Linked DNA regions of Sus scrofa: regions 1 and 2 are each linked to region 3. The links are chromatin contacts, called in public Hi-C and promoter capture Hi-C maps. All regions are on one chromosome and are shown on one strand. Each heading gives the region's core, a stretch centred on a gene start, on an enhancer-like site or on the middle of the called end of the contact. The rest is flanking DNA. Distances are from core to core; before and after follow the strand shown.

The links. Promoter capture Hi-C pulls out the DNA fragments that hold promoters and counts their contacts. Hi-C and Micro-C count contacts between places; a contact is called where the count stands out from the background.
Region 1: a contact with region 3 is called in a Hi-C map of embryonic fibroblasts, with 2.6 times the contacts expected there. The contact joins the enhancer-like site here to the promoter of HES1 in region 3. A contact is called at or near these places in 3 of 47 Hi-C or Micro-C datasets (embryonic fibroblasts and epiblast stem cells) and 2 of 2 datasets of contacts at active chromatin or transcription factors (alveolar macrophages and skeletal muscle).
Region 2: a promoter capture Hi-C map of fetal liver shows a contact between it and region 3, with 3 times the contacts expected there. The contact joins the promoter of OPA1 here to the promoter of HES1 in region 3. A contact is called at or near these places in 1 of 5 promoter capture datasets (fetal liver) and 1 of 47 Hi-C or Micro-C datasets (heart right ventricle).

Annotation. Positions count from the first base shown.
Region 1 is chr13:130,870,971-130,875,134 of Sscrofa11.1, reverse strand. No RefSeq gene overlaps it. Among named protein-coding and RNA genes, the nearest start is that of OPA1, 250 kb to the right of the region's middle. Within about 2 kb of position 2,099, at least 46 of the 83 cell types and tissues checked have an H3K27ac peak or open chromatin away from gene starts, as enhancers often do. A contact at or near this core is called in embryonic fibroblasts and skeletal muscle, where this site is marked.
Region 2 is chr13:130,622,076-130,626,247 of Sscrofa11.1, reverse strand. OPA1 (dynamin-like 120 kDa protein, mitochondrial) reads right to left here and starts at 1,477. Exons shown (of 30, transcript XM_021070064.1): 1 at 1,248-1,477. The coding sequence starts at 1,279.
Region 3 is chr13:131,133,390-131,137,783 of Sscrofa11.1, reverse strand. It overlaps HES1 (hes family bHLH transcription factor 1), which reads right to left and starts at 1,814. Exons shown (of 4, transcript NM_001195231.1): 1 at 1,700-1,814; 2 at 1,457-1,552; 3 at 1,116-1,203; 4 at 1-473. The coding sequence starts at 1,807. It overlaps LOC102164131 (a long non-coding RNA gene), which reads left to right and starts at 2,205. Exons shown (of 8, transcript XR_002337825.1): 1 at 2,205-3,272.

The DNA of each region.
Region 1 (4,164 bases), core at 850-3,349, 260 kb after region 3:
CGACAGGAACTCCTAATTACCGAACTTTTAAACTCCTCATCTTTAAAGTGGGTAATTTAGGAAGTTGGGGGAAATGGGAGTCCAGTACTCGCAGCCTTAAATGCAAGCCAGCTACTGTGAAGGAACCAGAAAGTGCCAGAGGTAGGCAACGACTCACCCCATGAGGACAGTATCTGTCCCAAGCCATGGTCTGCCAAGGCCAAGGACTTCTGGACTGCCTGACTCTCACCAGGGGGTCCAGGGTGTGGTCTCCAGAGTGTGGCTGTACCAGCTGGTCTGAAGCTTCCCACTAGTCTGTTGTTTTGGTTTGAGCTGAAAGAATGTTGAAAGGAGCTTGGTGAGTCTGACCAGCATGGGAGTTAGGGAAAGAAAAGGCCCCTATGCTCGCTGCCCTGGGTGTGTCCAGCCTCGGGAATTCACACGTGCAGCCTGGGGCAGGCCACACTGCTGTGGACACAAGGGTTCTAGGTGATCAGAGCTCCCTGGCTTGGGTTCTAAACATCTCATTCTGCTTCCATGCACCTCCCCCCCCACCCCGCACCTACCTCACCATGGCCACCTTCTCTCCAGGTGAAAAGCTCAGGTCATCTGCACCTCGGTCTCTTTGTAACATATCTGACTCTGAGTTGTGAGTTGATGTGACCTAGTCCTGAGCTGTGTCCCCCTCCAAGGACACGGACAACGCTGAATTTCTGGGTCTGCCATGCTGAGAACCCAATCCTGTCCCATGCTGGCTCCACCAAGTGCCTGTCACTCTGAAGCCCTGAGGGAGCTGGCAACTGACTGTCCTAATGGGCCCTGTCTCCCAGTCGCCTTCTTTATCTGTAACAATACCACCATCAGGGTTGTACAAAAGATTAAATATCCGTACCTGGCATACGCAAGGCTGTATGCTGATTCTTTCCTCATCTTATGTAAATCCAGTGAGCAGCCTAGGCCAATGGATTATGGTCACTTTAAGGCCTGGAACCCTGCCTTTTGTTGCTCTGGTTTCTCTTGCTCAGGACCTGACCTTGCCCTTGGCGGTTGTCTTATCCATGCTGTGGCGTCTCACCACTTCAACTTCGGCCCACACATTAGTCATGCCTTCTAGGTGTTCCCTGAGCCACACAACAGCAGTTACACAATAGAGCAAATCAGACGCAGCAGCAGGGCACCAACTCTAGAGCTGCTACCTACTCATTGTGAGACTTGGTTCCAGTCAATCCCAGGTCTGGACTTTTCCTTCCCCATTTGTGAATTGAGAATATTGGGTTAGCTGCTCACATGCATGTAAATGAATTATTCCATCCATCTGCTCATTCAGCCACCCATCACCCCTCTGTCCATCCATCCATCCATCCCCACATCCATCCCCGTATCCATCTCCAGCACTGTCTCAGTGCCGTGTTAGGTATTGTGGTAGGAAGAGAGTCGAATGGCTGTGCCCCAGGCTTTGAGCCCCTCACACCGCAGTGAAGGAGACAGACCCACACACAACAGGGTGTACTCTCGGAAGGGACCAGCAGTGAGACAAGATGGCGCATAGGGTCACTCTCTAAGCAGTGACCGAATGCCCCCAGCCGCGGTTCTGCCCGGGTGTGGCGTCCAGAAAGTGGTCCCCTTCCGGAGGAGATCCCTCCCCTCCCCAGGGCATTAGTCAGCGTCCTGAAATGCCTGCCTCCCCATGGCCATCCCCTAGGTCCTCCTGCAGTGTAGCACAAAGGTCCTGTTGTGGACTGCAGCCCTGGCAGCGGCTGGAGCCTCGGGGTGACTCATCCTCTTGCCATTTCCTTTGTATGGCTCGCAGGCTCCTTGCTGGAAGCCTGGAAGCCTGTGCAGGGCTGCGAGGCCAGCGGGAGCCAGGGAGGGGGCTTGAGAGGGGCAACAGGAGGCCAGGGGAGCACTGGCCCCTGAACCAACACATTTTGATAAAAAATGAAGATTGACCAGGGAAGGGAAGGCATGGGTAGCTTGGGGAGTGACTTGGGCGGCCGGCCTGCTGGCGGCTCTTTGGTCCCAGGCCAGATGCATTGCCGGCAGCATCAGGACCTGTCTGTGCTGGAGGCATCCTCCCCTGCCTGGCTCAGGGCTCAGGCTGGCGTGGGGCCAGAGGCAGCCGCTGCTTAAGGAAGAGTGAAAAAAGCCAAAGAGCACGGCCCAGGGGCCTGAGACGTGTTCCTCTGCAGGCTAACTTCGTGACCTCCGGCAAGTGTTAGCAGTGGAATTTCAGGCATCTCTCCCAGCAGGTCCTAAGTCAAGGCTCTTTAGACCCTTCCTGGTCTGGCTCCTGACTCCTGCACTGGCTTTTATCTCTGCCCACCCACGTCTTAGCTTTACTCCAGCTGCTCTGCTCTGAACAACTTGTTCTGCCCTGAGCACCCCGCATTCTCCCTCACCTCCAGGTTTTGCACAAGCCGTTCCTGTGGCAAGGAGAGCCCTCTCCCGCCTCCTCAAGGGCAACTGGTTAGTCCTGTCTTTCAAGAGTCGGCTCAGGTGTCCCCTTCCACTGGAAGCTTCTCCCTGAAGTCCCCTATACGTGCTCCTCGTTTGCACTCCTGAGAACCTCAGCAGAGCCCTGTCAGAGGGCTTAGCACCCCTTAGTCTGCATCTCCTGCTCCTTTACATGAAGGAGGGCCCTGAGGTAGTGAGCAAATGAGTGCATGAAGGAATGAAGCGTTTGAGAAAAGAGAGAAATTGCATGGCACAGCAGTCCCCCCCGGGTAGGGACTAAGACAAACTCTACAGGGAGCCTAAGAAAATGGCTCTCATTCCGTCCTTGCTTTTACAATTTGTAGGCATCTCATGTGAAACTACAGATGCTATTGTGAGGTTATTGTCCTCGCGGGAGGAGGGCTCCATAGAGGCAAAGGAGGTGCACTGGGTGTCAGTATTCCGGGTTAAGGGCAGTTCACAGTTTGCAGTCCAACCACTGAAACAAAAATGCTGTAATGATGTTCCATCTCTGGCCAGGTCAGCAGGTGTCCCTGAGACCCATGCGGTGGGCAGCAGGAATAACCCACACACCCTCCTACAGTCCTTCAGGACAAGCGAAGCTTTTGCCACCCCTGGACTCATGGGATTTGAGTAGGAGGGGCGAAGATAATTTCTGCCCCTGTTTTAGAGATGAACACACGAAGCTTCAGGGAAACTTAGTCTTGCTTAATATCCCACAAAGAGTAAGTGGGAAGAAAGAACTCAGTCTTCCTTCAACCAATCATCAGAGGCTATGGGTGTCAAGCCCCATAAAAATAAAGAGGATGTAGTTCTTGTCATCAGGGAGCACCCAGGTTTGTCAGAGACCCAAGTAGAGAATGACAAATGCTACCTTCATTATAGGTACAAGACTTTGTTGTACTGGATTCATTTAGGGATGACAATCTCACCGAAGGCCAGTTGTTAAGAAGCAAAGCCACACTCCTCCAAACTTCTCCCTTATTGAAAGGGTGGGACCTGGGAAGTCATACAGGTGTCGTGTTCCCTGGTTCCTCATGGGCTGATTGACCCAAGGAAGGACACAGGACACTGGGCAGAGACAATCAGCTTCTTTTTTGAAATAATTTGAGCCAAGAGACATAGCAACTCAAGTTAGGAATGTGTTTGAACTAAAAGGTCCAGAGAGGAGATCCCATCGTGGCTCAGCCAAAACGAATCTGTTGAGTATTCATGAGGATGTGGGTTCCATCCCTGGCCTCACTCAGTGGGTGAGGATCTGAGTGAGGATCTCAGTGGGTGTTGCCATGAGCCGTGGTGTAGGCCGACAGCTACAGCTCTGATTCTGCCCATAGCCTGGGAAATTCTATATGATGTGGCCCTAAAAAGACAAAAGATGAAAAAGAAAAGAGTTCTCAAACTGGAAAAATGTGTTCTTTCATACCTAGAACCCAAGGTAGTTTATATATACGTTCTTTTTAAAATTATTCTTTTCCATTATGGTTTATCATAGACTAGTGAATATAGTTCCCTGTGCTATACAGTAGGGGCTTGCTGTTTATCCTCCATTCTACATATAATAGTTTGCATCTGTTAATTCCAAACTCTCACTCCATCCCTCCCCCAATCCCCGCCTTGGCAACCTGTCTGTTCTCTATGTCTGGAACACAAGATAGTTTAATATTAACATCCCTAGGGAAGTGCAGATGGAAGGCTGGAGGGGTGGACCACAGCTGGGGAAGCAGGAAGAGC
Region 2 (4,172 bases), core at 228-2,727, 510 kb after region 3:
TAACCTTCATAAAACAAATGGATTCCATCCCTTAGAAACACTAAATTTCTGCACTTAAAATATTATGCAGAAAAATTCAAGACAGGTGTTTGGGAGTTCCTGTTGTGGCTCAGTGGTTAAGGAATCCGACTAGGAACCATGAGGTTGCAGGTTCAATCAGTGGCCTTCCGGTGAGCTGTGCTGTAGGTTGCAGATGCAGCTCCGATCCCTCCTTGCTGTGGCTCTGGCATAGGCTGGCAGCTATGGCTCCGATTAGACCCCTAGCCTGGGAACCTCCATATGCTGCGGGAGCGGCCCTAGAAAAGGCAAAAGGACCAAGGGGGAAAAAAAAAAAAAAGGTGTTTGGAGATTGAGTTAATTTAGGAAAACCAAGTTTTTCCAATTTTGCTTGATGCATGTTACTGCTCATCAAATGCCTGCAACAATGAGTTAAACCTGAAGGATATCTAAGACCACTAGAACACAACCACGTGTAAAGGCTGAAGTTAAAATTACTCTCATTAAAATGCACTATAGAGATGTAAATACTTCCACGACTTTCTCTTTAGGATTAAGTCAGGCCTGGGCGACAACAACATAAAGATTAGAAAGGTGGTGCCACATTCCTCACCTCTCATCCAAAAGCAATTCTCCCTTCCTAAACACTGAAAGAAAAAAAAAAAAAAAAAAAAGCTGCTATTAAGAGAATATCTCTAATTTCATCTGACACAGCATGCGCCACTGCTCCAGACATAACTCCAAATCACGTTCACTCAGCAGACTAAGGAAAGAGGCAGAGTCCCCTTCACGCCGAGAGACTAAGTCGGGTACCTGCAAAAGCAATGTAAGCCTGGCGTGGAGGTAGAAGAAAAACACAGTGAGAATTAAGACTCAGAAAGGGTGACACATGGATAGAGTCAGAGACTGGGGAGCAAGGAGGCAGAAACAAGCAGCTACCAGACGCAGAGATAATAGCGAGAGCAGAAAGGTTAAAGGGACAGGCACAAATAATAATAGGAACAGGCCAAGAATGAAAAGCACCCAGAATCTTCCGAATGGCATAGGGACAGGGACCAGTACTGGGGCCAGCATCTCCGGTAAGCCCAGTCACGGCTCCTGTCACTCAGGTCCTCAAAAACATTCCGGAATTCTCCAACTGCCCTCTGCCTGGCCTGAGACTTATCTGCATATTCTGGAGATAGTGATGGGACAAGCCGGTTTTCCGGAGGCCTCAGAGATAACGGGGCCAGGTCGGAGCCCGCACTTACCAGGCCACGGCAGCCCGGCGTAGTCGCCACATTCTGCCGGCGAGGAGGTCACACAGACGCCGAGGCGGCCAGGCGGGAGCCCCGCTGTTATCCCCAGTCCGGCTTCTGCTCCAGGAATGACCCAGGAAGAGGCCCTCAGCAACAAGGGCACAAAGCAGCCACCGCGGCCCTCCCAATGCGAATGGACTTCCGCGAGAGCCTGCTCGGCACCCGTACTCGGTCCGTCAGGCAAACCACCACCCCCACCTTCCTAGGCGGGCAGCACAAATGGTCCGGGGGAGGACTCACGCATGCGCTCAAAGCCTGTGTGAGAAGCAAGGTAATTTCCCCTTCGCTCTCCCCCACCCGCCTTCTTTGTTTGAAGGAGGAGGAGGCTGAGTGGTGTATTTGAATGTCTCCAGTTAGACTCTGGGACGGGAAGAGTTCAGGTGTTGGGCAGGGACTGGCAGGGTGAAGGACTTGAGATCCGAATAAAGTGTCAATGCTTGGCTACCAATTTGAGAAAATTTGGACTGTTGGAGCACAGAGGAGCTTACGGAATACAAAATTAATACAGCACAGGGATAGAGTAATAGAATAGAGTAATGCCCTTTTGCCCTGCTCCTTTTTTTAGGTGTTTTTGTTCACGAAGCACTTTGATGTCTTAGCACAATCTCGGGGGAGGTGGGGGGTGCTGAAGGAGGAATGGTCAACAAGTTAAGTGCTTTAGAGTTTCTGAAGGTTAGATCCAAGAGGAACTCAGATGAATTAAGCAAACTAAGGGTTTGGAACAAGCTTGTGCAGGCTATAAAGGCGTCAAAAAGTGATTTCGTTCATTCGCTCCCTGTCAGTTTTCATCTGGCTTTTAATTTAACTAATTTATTGAAATTGCTGCTCAGGGAGTTCCCGTCGTGGCGCAGTGGTTAACGAATCCGACTAGGAACCATGAGGTTGCGGGTTCGGTCCCTGCCCTTGCTCAGTGGGTTAACGATCCGGCGTTGCCATGAGCTGTGGTGTAGGTTGAAGACACGGCTCGGATCCCGCGTTGCTGTGGCTCTGGCGTAGGCTAGTGGCTACAGCTCCAATTCGACCCCTAGCCTGGGAACCTCCATATGCCCCGGGAGCGGCCCAAGAAATAGCAACGACAACAACAACAACAACAACAACAACAGACAAAAAGACAAAAAAAAAAAAAAAAAAAAAGAAGAAATTGCTGCTCAAAGTCTTGCAGCAATTCCATATTGCCAAGGGTCACTGGGCCGCCCTGCATTCAGCTCAGGATGTTGGGCCCTCAACGCTCTCTCTTTTTTTTTTTTATTACTCAATGAATTTATTACATTTATAGTTGTACAATGATCATCACAATCCAATTTTATAGGATTTCCATCCCACAACCCCCAGCGTATACTCCCACCGTCAACGCTCTCCTTAAAGGGCTTCCCTCTCCTAGCTTTCTGAAAGTCACACTCTCCTTTTCTCCAGGATCTGCTACTCCCCAGCCTCATTCTCCTTCCAACCTCTCAACTTTGGAGGGTTTCGGATCTCAAGAAATCCTGGACCCCTTTTCATCTCTGTCTGCATTATCTCCTTAAGTAGTCTAAGTCAGCTCTACAAATTTAAATACCTTTTACCCCTTACAATGCTTATCATTTTATGCTTTATGTGGAAACAGGCCCATATATGGGATGTGGCCTAGAGAAGGTAGTGAAGTCAATTAGTGGCATAGCCAGGACCAAAATCAGAGGGCTGTGTGCCCCCTTCTTTTTAAGGGCACCACCTCTAAAGGAGCTAGATGCAAAGAAAATTACTTTTCCCTTAATCATCAGAATCCTTAGTCAATATCCATCCATTCGCAGTACTGCCAAGTGTAAACATAGTTATTGGTAACATAGTCCTCAAACGAAGGACTCTGGAAAATTTATTATATTTCTTATTTATTTATTTTTTAGGGCTGCACCTGCGGCACATGGAGGTTCCCAGACTAGGGGTCTAATCGGAGCTGTAGCCACCGGCCTACGCCAGAGCCACAGCAATGCGGGATCCGAGCCACATCTGTGATCTACACCACAGCTCACGGCAATGCCGGATCCTTAACCCACTGAGCAAGGCCAGGGATCAAACCCACAACCTCATGGTTCCTAGTTGGATTCGTTTCCGCTGCGCCACGACGGGAACTCCTGTTATGTTTCTTATGGTGACTTTTTGCTTGTTTTATTTTGCCTGTTTGCATTTTAGGGCTGCATCTGCAGCATATGGAAGTTTCCAGGCTAGGAGTCAAATCAGAGCTGATAGCTTACACCACAGCCACAGCAATGCACAATCTGAGCCACATCTGCAACCTATACCACAGCTCACAGCAATGCCAGATCCTTAACCCACTGAGCAAGGACAGGCATTGAACCTGGATCATCATGGATACTAGTCGGGTTCTTAACCCACTGAGCGACAGGGAACTCCTAAAACACTTATTTTAGTGATACTTTATAATGTGTGTAATATATGAGTAGTATGGAACATGGACAGAATTCATAAGTAAGTTTATTGGGAGTGAGCTTCAAGGCTTTGATGAGCAGGGGAATAATAAGAAAATTGAAGGGCTGCTGCTCAGACCCTGACAAACTTCTATGAGGCCTTTTCCAATGAGTCCATTGCCTAATCACTGGGTTTGAGGTTCTAACAAAATGACATAAATGCTTTTTCTGGGGCCCAGAGCAAGGATGAGGCAAGGGGCTATAGCATTACTACTGTTTGTTTATATTGCTCTCAGCTGACCCCCTGAGTCACAACAGGAACTCTTGGCCACTGTTTTAATGCTAGGAACTAATAGGGACTTGCTATACTGATCTGTACAAACTGTAGCTCTTTCCAGAACTGTAGAGTTATGCGAAAAGTCCTTTGTTATTGTTAATTTACAGTTATTTTATAAAGAAAAAAGGGGAGAGCACC
Region 3 (4,394 bases), core at 565-3,064:
GGAGGTCCCGCTGTTGCTGGTGTAGACTGGGATGACCGGGCCGCTGTGAGCGAAGGCCCCGTTGGGGATGAGGAAGGCAAACTGGCCATCGGGAGCCGGGACCACCTGGAAGCCGCCGAATACCTTTGCCGCCTCTCCAGCCGGGCTGCCCAGCTTGCAGGGCGCGCCGCCGGGAGGGGGCGCCGCACCCCCGGGGATGGGCACCAGTGGCGGTGGCGGCGCGAACGGCGCGTGCTGCGGACCTCCGGGTCCTGGCGGGGGCGGTGGCGGCGCCTGCAAGGCTGGGTGCGGCTGCCCAGGGTAGGTCATGGCGTTGATCTGGGTCATGCAGTTGGCCAGGTGGCCGAGCAGCCGGGTGCGCACCTCGGTGTTAACGCCCTCGCACGTGGACAGGAAGCGGGTCACCTCGTTCATGCACTCACTGAAGCCGGCGCGGTACTTCCCCAGCACGCTCGGGTCTGTGCTTAGCGCGGCTGCGGGCCAGGAGACAGACGGGTCACCGAACGTCCCTGGCCCCGAGGCCACCTCCTCCGCCCTGGGAGGTCCCCGCAGTGCGCCTCCCTGACCACCCGCCCGTAGAACTGCCTCTGGCTACTAGGATGGGCTTAGGAAAAAACAATCGCTTCTCCATCCTAGCTTGGCGACCAAAGCCGAGACGCTCCCTCTCTGCTCTCAGTCGCTCCATTTAAACCGATCTCAACCTCAGATCTGCCTCCCCCTAACCCCCGCGCGATTTGACCTTGGATAATGCCCTTCCCCCCTTCTCCACCACCAAGCCTTATTTTTCCTTCTGTAGTGGAGTGCTAAACCAGATGACCCCAGGCTCCGCGCAGCTTAAAGACCGCCACGCTTCTAAGTCTTTTCGCCCCCACCCGCTTCCCCCTGGCCAAGCCGCCCGCCGCCCTCGCCACTACAACCTCTCTCCCTCCCTTTCCGGAACAGTAACAACTTGGAGTTGTGGCTATAAATAAGCCCCAGACCGTGGGAACGCAAGAATGAGCCAAGGCAGTAAAATGTAGCTGAATGCCTCTCACAACCACGGGCGGAAGTCTGGAAGAAATCACCGCGGGGCGAGAGGGACGCCCGCAGAGGGGGACGCGGCCAGCCGCCCTCACCCGTCATCTGCGCCCGCTGCAGGTTCCGGAGGTGCTTCACTGTCATTTCCAGAATGTCCGCCTTCTCCAGCTTGGAATGCCTCGAGCTCTGCACAGAAAAGGAGGCAAGGGAGGAACGTGAGAGACTGCCAGCGGCCTCGGAGTGCTGGGGGTGGGGGGTCCCTCCTCTCCGCCGCGTCGCCAACATCCCCCAGACCCCGGGTAGAGTAGACCCAGCCCTCCCGCCTAAGGGAACGCAGTGCAGGCGGGGGAGATCTCGCTGACAAAGGGGTTTGGTTCTTAATACCAAAGAAATAGTATTTCAATTTTTTTAATTAAAAAAGGCAATATTACCCACTTACATCTTTTTTAAGAGCATCCAAAATCAGTGTTTTCAGCTGGCTCAGACTTTCATTTATTCTTGCTCTTCGTCTTTTCTCCATGATGGGCTTTGATGACTGTAAAAGGGGAGGGGGGAGGAAAAAGAGCCCTGAGTTCCCATGAGACTTGACATTTCACCCCAGGGTTTAAAGGGAGAAAGGAGCCCCCACCCATCCCGACTTAATCTCTTAGGGGCTGTGGAGAGATACAGGTATTGCCCTTACCTTTCTGTGCTCAGATGCTGTCTTTGGTTTATCCGGTGTCGTGTTGACACTGGCTGGGGTAGCAGCCACCGGGGACGAGGAATTTTTCTCCATTATATCAGCTGGCATTTTCTGTTTTTTTTTTTTTTTTTTTTTTTTTAATCCCTAGAGAATTTTATTTTTGGAGTTCTTCACACCAAAAAAAATTGTTTTGTTTATGTCTCTTTTACTTGAGACTTTCGCAAAGCTACTGAGCAAGTGCTGAAGGTTTATTATATCTTATGGCTACTTGGTGATCGGTAGCGCAATTCCAGGACCAAGGAGAGAGGTAGACGGGGGATTCCGCTGTTATCAGCACCAGCTCCCGGATCCAGTGTGATCCTCAGGCCCTGGCGGCCTCTATATATATCTGGGACTGCACGCGAACGGCTCGTGTGAAACTTCCCAAACTTTCTTTCCCACAGTAACTTTCAGCCAATGGGAGGAGGAGACACGCGGCACCGCTCGTGGACCGCGCCCCCCCATTGGCCGCCAGGCACAAGGCCTGGCGGCCAATGGCGCGCGCCTGAGCCCGGGGCACCAGAGGCTACAACGTCAATCAAAAGGATTTTAACCCTTTGTTACTCTCCCTACTGGGCTTTGCTTTAGAGAGGATTTTTCTGCATTGGGTTTGATCTACTCTAGTTTATTTCTTTGGAGGCTGGGGTCTTTGCTGCTTATTTCCATTCGCGTGTAATAGAGCTGCTTTGACACTAATAAGTTCACTTGAAATATATTTTTAAAAAGGTTTAGAAGGACAGGGATAAAAGATTATAATTGCATGGTTAAAAGAAAAAGGGGGAACATGTGCAAGGGTGTGACTTACAGAAACATCTAAGTGATTTCCCGCTCAGACTCCGCACATTCCGGGGGTGGGGGGTGAAAGTCGACCATGCAGAAAAAGGACAAAATTCCTTTCTGCATGCAGAAAAGGAAAAAGTGCCTCCATCTTACTTACATTTGCAGGTTTTTCAGAGCAAAGTGGTTTTTGATCCCCGCCCTCCACCCCTACCCCAGCCTGTCTCTCATTTCTGTTACGGAGTTGAGGCCTTGAACCTAGCGCTTCCCCAGGAAACAATCAGAATAATTTCCAACTGAGCAGAAAGGAAATGGAATTTCAAATGAAAGATGAACAAGGAGGGCTTTGATGGCAATGCCTCAGGGACGCGCGCGCGTCCTGGCCACCCTTTCCCTTTCCACCCGTGGGCTCTCAGTTTTGCTGCACATAGAGGTGGCGAGCCGAGTGGCAGCCGCTCCCTCCTTCTCGCCCCGCGAGCGACCAGGGCAACCTCGACACCCGTCGCGCGCGGGCCCTTTAAGAGCTACACCAGCCGAGCTGCAGTTTGACATCAGCCGGCCGGCGAGGGCGCGCCTGGAGCCGAAGCACGTGCCAGGATGTTTTATTGCCGCCGCGGCTGCGGCCGGGCCGGGAGGATGTGTGTGTGCGTGCGTGTGTGAGTGTGTGTGCGCGCGCCCCGGGGGCAGGGAGGCGGGGGGCGGCGGCGGGCGGCGGAGCGCGGGGGCTGGTTCCTGGTCCCCGGGAGAAGCCAAGAAGGTAAATAGCAGCTGCTGTGCTCGAGCCTGGGAAAACCCCGCCCCCAGCGCCTGGCCGGGGCTCATTGGCGCGCGCTGCGTGTGGGGTGTGTGTGTGTGTGTGTGTGTGTGTGTGTGTGTGTGTGTGTCCGGGGCCCCCCCTCCTCCGGCCCCCGCCGGGCCAGGAATCCGAGGGGGCGGCGGGCGGGGAGCCGAGCCCCGGCGCTTACCACCCGCCCCCCCCACACCTCCCCCGGGCCAAGGTCAGCCCTTCCGGGCGGGGAGCGCACGCCCTGGGGTGGAGAGTGGGGGATTATTCCAACCCCCCCTCCACCCTTGATTTCGGGCTTGGGGTTTTAACTCTGCCCAGGGCCTCACTAGCAACAGCCCGGGGGAGGGGGAGGGGCCTTCTTGTTTGCTCCTTGCACCCGCCCTCCCTCCCCCGCGGGGCCCCCGGCGCCCGCCGCGGTCACGAGATGCCTGACCGCACTTAGGAAGCGGCCGGGTCAGCCTCCTGCCTCCGCTGGGCGGCTGCGGTTAAAGCGGCTTCGCTCCACCCGCCCCTTCCCCGGGTCCAGGGCGGCCGGGCAGCTCCCCCTCGCTGCGCCCGGGAGGCCGCCGGCGGGCGGCCGGGAGGAGGCGGGCGGTGCGGGCGGCTGCGTGCTGCCGGCTGGCCGGGCCGCGCGCCGGGAGGAGCCGCCGCCGCCGCCGCCGGGTGCCACGTGGCGGGCGCCGGGCCGGGAGCGCCAGGGCTCTGGCGGCGGCCTCCCTGGGGGATTTGCCGCGCGGGGCGGGCGACTCTCGTACAGCCCCGGCCGGCCGGCCGCCGCCGCCTCCCCCTTCCCTTCGTCCCTCCTGCCCGCCTGCCCGGGTCGCCGGCCTCCTGGCCCCTACCCCCTCCGCCCTTCCCGCCTCCCCGGAGCTCGGCGCGCGTCTCGGGCGGCCCGGGGCAGCCCAGGAGCCGAGCGTCTTGTTTGATGTTCCACCCCCACCCCCCGCCCTCCGAGGCCTAGAGGCCGCCGGAGGCCTGGCACACGTTTCTCAGTCACTTCATTCCTTCCTTCCTCTGAGTTCCCCACTGAGATAATGTTATAAATGATTTCACCAGCTTTCGTCCCGGATGAGATTCAGCGGTTCCTGACTC